Linked DNA regions of Sus scrofa: region 1 is linked to region 2. The links are chromatin contacts, called in public HiChIP or PLAC-seq maps. All regions are on one chromosome and are shown on one strand. The core of a region is the stretch at or near the end of the contact, and the rest is flanking DNA. Distances in the headings are between cores, read along the strand shown. Region 1 holds the start of TYK2 (tyrosine kinase 2). Region 2 holds the start of ICAM1 (intercellular adhesion molecule 1).

Region 1 (2,700 bases), core at 53-2,552, 86 kb before region 2:
ATCTGGTGCTTCAGGTCACAACTGTGGCTCTGTGGCTTGGTTCAGTCCCTGATCTGGGAACTTCCATATGCCTTGGGTTCCACCATTTAGGGAAAAAAAAAAGACTCCTGCTGTATAGCACAGGGAACTACATCCAATCACTTGTGATGGAACATGATGGAAGATAATATGAGAAAAAGAATGTATGTATGTATAGCTGGGTCACTTTACAGCAGAAATTGACAGAACATTATAAATCAAGTACAATAAAAATTAAAAAAAATAGATAGGCCAAGGATTTATACATCAATGGTGGGAAGAAACTTGATCAGATATCAAGGATTGGGGGATGATCTACAAGGATTCTTTGCTCAGACTGGACTGTGCAGCCCAAAGGTAGGACTGGGGCTAGGTTGAGGGGTAGCCAGGAAAAGGCTCAGAGAGCTAAAGTTTGGTCAGGGAGAAATTCTTCCTCACTTCACTGTGCCTCAGTTTCTTTGCGGCTCCGTGGGTTAAAGATCCTTCATTGTCACTGCGGAGGCTCAGGTCACCGCTGTGGTGTGGGTTTGCTCCCCGGCCTGGGGAACTTCCACATGCTGCAGGCACGACCAAAAAAAATTTTTTTTAAATAAAATAAAATAGATAATTTAAAAGAGAGAGAGAGCCCTCAGAGGACTACAGATGAGATAAAGTGTGTAAAAAGCTCAGCGCATAACCTTCTCCGTAAATGGCAGGGACGTGCTATGTAGGGATCAAGTGGGATGTCCAAGCTGCTACCTAGAGAGCAAAGAGGCTTCAAAGGACGGAGCTACAGGCGATCAGAAAAGGGATGTGAGCAGGTGGCCGGAAATTCCTCCTGTGGAGGAAGACGTTCTCACCCTCAAAGCAAGGCTGGCCTGGCAGATAGGGAAGAGGCTGGATGGAATGTAGGGCCATCTGGCAAGGGGGTTGTAGGACTGAATGGCGGCCCGCTGCAGCCGTAATCGCCGAAGTGAGGACCTAGGCTTGCACCAGATTCGGGTGCGGAAGCCTGACTTGGGTCCACCAGCAGGTGGTTAACAAGTCGCTGAGACTCCGTAAGACCTCATTCCTCCTCCCGAGGCGGAGCGAAAAGTGAAGCCGGGACCAATAGGAGCGCCGCCCTTGCAGAGAAAGGGCGGAGCAGAACGGCGGCCAATGAGTGTGCCTGTTTCAGGCAGCCAATAGGAGGAGGTGTCCCAGCTGCGATCTAGCGGCGGCGGCCCGGGGCTGTGGGGCGGGGTCCCGGGTTCGAGCCAGAGTTCCCGCTAAAGGGTGAGTCTAGATCGGGGCACGTGGGGGCGCGCCCAGGAGATCTTCAGGAATGGCGTGGCCGGCGGGAGATCGGAGACTGACTACCCTGGGCAGGAGGTGGGTAGAAGCGCCCACACTGCCTTAAGACTGGTCTTTACCCGGTGGGTGCACGTCGCGATTTCTGCCCCTACCATCGGGGTTTGGAGGTTTCAATGTTGCGGGGTGGGGGGTTGCGGGTCTCACCCAGATCCCATCTTCAAAGCTGGGTCTGGGCCCAATGGTAACGAGGAAGGAGGAGATGGTCACCCCCAAAGCCCTATCTCCAGGATCTTATTTCGAACGTTAATAAGATAATAATATAGAACATTTGTCGATCGTGTATTGCATTCCAGGCCTTGTGCCGAGCTCTTTCCCTGCCTCACCTCGTTGAATCCTCCCAACAACCCTTTGAGGGAGAGACTGTTATATGCCCACTTTCCAAATGAGGAAACAGGCTCAGAAAGGATTCCTGACAATCCGACATTGTGCTATTACAATATTCTTTTTTTCCCCATCACTGCTTAAATCAGTAATATCGGTGGAATTGCTGACAGCCCCTCTGGGAAATACTGGAGACCTCAGGGGGCCTTGGCCCTGGGCCTAGCTCTCAAAAAGTTCCAGACTGCTGGGAAGAGAGCTGAGCACAGCCCCTCCTCCACTCAGGGAGCCAGCAGGGCCTGCATGTCGCTCCTGGGGATGGATGTAGGAGGCAGTAATCGTGGCTTGAAAGAGGCAGAAGGATTATGATGATCAAACCAATAATTACTTCATTCTTGTTTTTATATGTTATTTTTTCATGTCTATGTCAAGGTACTAAACTGAAACAGGCAGAACAGTGTTGAAAAGGCACAGATTCATTTACAATGTCAGTTTTTTGTTGTTGCTTTTGTTTTTTTGGGTTTTTTTTAGGTCCACACCCACGGCATATGGAAGTACTCAGGCTAAGGGTTGAATCAGAGCTATACCTGCCACTCTCTGCCACGGCTACAGCAATGCCAGCCTCATCTGTGACCCACTGCCACAGCTTGCCACAACTCGGGATGCTTAACCCACTGAGCGAGGCCGGGGATCAAACTTGAGTCCTCATGGACACTGGTTGGGTTCTTTTTTTTTTTTTTTTTGTCTTTTTTGTCTTTTGTTGTTGTTGTTGTTGTTGCTATTTCTTGGGCCGCTCCCGCGGCATATGGAGGTTCCCAGGCTAGGAGTTGAATCGGAGCTGTAGCCCCTGGCCTACACCAGAGCCACAGCAACGCGGGATCCGAGCCGCGTCTGCAACCTACACCACAGCTCACGGCAACGCCGGATCGTTAACCCACTGAGCAAGGGCAGGGACCGAACCCGCAACCTCATGGTTCCTAGTCGGATTTGTTAACCACTGCGCCACGACGGGAACTCCTGGTTGGGTTCTTA
Region 2 (2,700 bases), core at 195-2,694:
TTGTGAGCAGAGATCTGAATGATGAGCAGTGGGCTGGCCATCCAGAGGAAAGGGAAATGAGTTGCAGGCCAAATAACAGCAAATGCAAAGGTCCTGAGGCAGGGTGACTGGAGCAAAGAGTATGGGGAATTAACTGGGGTGAAAGGAAGTTAGGCAGATCATGCAAATAGGGTAAGAGGTGTTAAGGATAGTCTTCATTCTGTGAGCAATGAAGAGCCATGGAGGATTTTGGCAAAAGAAGGGCATGAATTCAGCATTCTTTTCCCTTCCAAGAGGTCAGGTGGAGGGAGTCAGTCCTCCAGGGATAAAGGACATCCAATCAGGCTGGCTCCTCATTCCCTTGGACAAGTGGTTTCCCCTCTCTGGGCCTCAATTTCTCCATCTGTAAGTTGGGTGACTATAGTCACCCCGCCTCCTGCTAATGCAAGTCACACCCAGCGCAGTGCAGGTAACAAGTGACTGCAGGTAAGAGGGAGGGGGGTTGTTGGGATAAGCTTCCTCAGACTGGGGTGCCTCCAAAGCGGAAAATAATGTCTGTCTGAGCCCCTCCCCTAGATCTCTTCCTTCAGCTTTGGGTCTCCTCCATTGGTGCGGAGATGTGTGGATAATTCTGGGATCATTCCCATTTCACAGACGGCAATGGTGAGGCCTGAAAAAGGGCGCTTACTCAGGTGAGAATGCGGGAGAACCCAGACGGAAATAGGGATCAGAACACTTTGTTGAGCTGGCAATCACAATGTCCATCTTTCATTCTCCTGCCACCCTCCCCCCCTTCTCCACCCCCACTCCCCCGACCCCAGGCGCAGCCGCCGGGGCATCCCACTGCTCAGCCTCTGCTCCCCGGGCAAGTCAGCCTTGGAATTCCCCTGAGCTGAGAGTCCTGGACTTCCCCCAGGGGCAGAGGGTGAGGAACAGAATGTACAAGGGTGTGTTGTGGCGGGGAGGGGGGGGAAGTCCCCAGTCCAGGTAAGCTTGGCGAGGGGCTACATCTCTCCAAGCTCTGACCACCTCCTGGGGCCAGGGCACACCCCTTCCAGGTGGCCGCTATTAACTTCTCCATTTTATGGCTGAAAAACTGAGGCTCCTCTGGGAGGGGCAGTCCAGAGTCCCGAAGCCACAGATCGTGCCATAATGGAGGGTCTAGATTCGCACCCAGGGCTGTTGATTTTCAATCGGTGGCTCTAGCCCCAGTTTCCCATAGACAGCTCCCCAAAGTATGAGTGGCCTTATCCCCAAGCCTCCTACCTGGGGACAAGGTCCTCGCACCGCTCCCAGGGGCTTAGCTCGTATCCCGGAGAGCCCGCCCGACAGACGGCAGCCCCCACGCCCGACTCACCTGGGAGCAGAGCCCCAAGCAGGGGCAGGAGCAGGGCCAGGAGCGCAAGCTGGCCAGGATGGGTGGCGCCGGGAGCCATCGCGGAGGCGGCGGGGCGGACTAAGTGGCTCAGAGGCGTGTGGCGCGCACTGTGGCGCCGAGGGTCCTTTTATAGTGGCCCGCCACGGGGGGCCGAGGGGCGGTGCTCCCTTCCCGGAAACCTTGAGCTTTCCCCTCCCGAACGAGGGCTCCGGCATTTCCGCTGAGGGGGTGCCGGGGGCCGTGCCAGATTGTCCACCCGCCTCGCTGGCCGCTCAAGCACCGGAATTTCCCAACTGAAGTAAAGAGGGCTGCCTGGCGGAAGCGACCCGGCTGCAACTCGGGGGTTGCTCCCGGCGCTCGGGGCCCGGGGCCCTGGCTGGGCTAACCTTGATTGTAAGTTTACACTGCGTTTAGCGCTTTACTGAATGCTACCAACCACTCTGGACAGTAGGGACGGTTACTGCGTCCATTCCGTAGAGGGGTAAACAGAGGATCCGAGCTGCGAGGGCCTTCGAACTCGTCTGACTCCCCTGCGCGTTCAGGCCTCTTTAACCGAGTAGAGGCTCCCTCGCTTCGGTGGGGGCCCAGGAATCTTCCCCCAAGCGTTTCTCGTCCAAGGGTGCCCCTCCCCCAAGAGGCATGTTCCCCTCCCAGCTGACACCGAGATTTCCTGGGAAGCGCTGCAGGCACGGGCACCTCCAGGCGCCAGTGAACCCTGGGGGTGAGGACGCAAGCCTCATCACGTCTGCATCCCCCACGGATGGGCGCTCCCACCCCGCCGGGCCTCGCTTCCCCTTTTGGCCTCCGCCGCGTGAACGTCTTTAGTTTTCAGAAAAAGGAAGGAAGCCTCGTGGTCTTGACGCGTGGAACCCCTCCGCTGCAGTTCCCAGGCTCCGTGGAGAAACTGATGCCGCAGACATTGACTGCGAGAGGGGAGAGGGGGCGCTCGAACCATTGCCTTCTGCAGGGAAACTGAGGCAGCCGCTAGGTCCCAGAGTGGGGCGGGGAGAGGGAGTCCTCTGCGCGCAGCTCCCGAAACTCGAACCCCGGCCCCCAGCACTGTGCGAGTGTTTGTCCGGGCTTGTTCCATTAGGGCATTTCAGGGAAATGATGAGGCCCCGCGCCGCGTCTATAGGTCGCCCCCATGCCGCCCCACCCTAACCCCAAGGTCACCCCACACTATCCCCAGGGCCACGCCTGCGCGTGGGACCCCAAGATTCAGCATGCAGCTCGTCAAGGCTGTGGACCCTAGAGTCTCCAAGCGCGGAGCTCCGCCGCCTAAGTCTTCCTGTTGTGGGGGGAGCGTCGCGTCGCCATGGAGACCTACTGGGGCCAAAGAGGTC

Evidence for each region. HiChIP or PLAC-seq counts read pairs in DNA pulled down with a chosen protein or histone mark.
Region 1: an H3K27ac HiChIP or PLAC-seq map of alveolar macrophages shows a contact between it and region 2. The contact joins the promoter of TYK2 here to the promoter of ICAM1 in region 2. A contact is called at or near these places in 2 of 5 promoter capture datasets (fetal skeletal muscle and liver), 17 of 47 Hi-C or Micro-C datasets (adipose tissue, alveolar macrophages, blood and 10 more) and 2 of 2 datasets of contacts at active chromatin or transcription factors (alveolar macrophages and skeletal muscle).

Annotation. Positions count from the first base shown.
Region 1 is chr2:69,182,008-69,184,707 of Sscrofa11.1, reverse strand. TYK2 (tyrosine kinase 2) reads left to right here and starts at 1,302. Exons shown (of 25, transcript NM_001114670.1): 1 at 1,302-1,412.
Region 2 is chr2:69,095,880-69,098,579 of Sscrofa11.1, reverse strand. It overlaps ICAM1 (intercellular adhesion molecule 1), which reads right to left and starts at 1,444. Exons shown (of 7, transcript NM_213816.1): 1 at 1,337-1,444. The coding sequence starts at 1,415.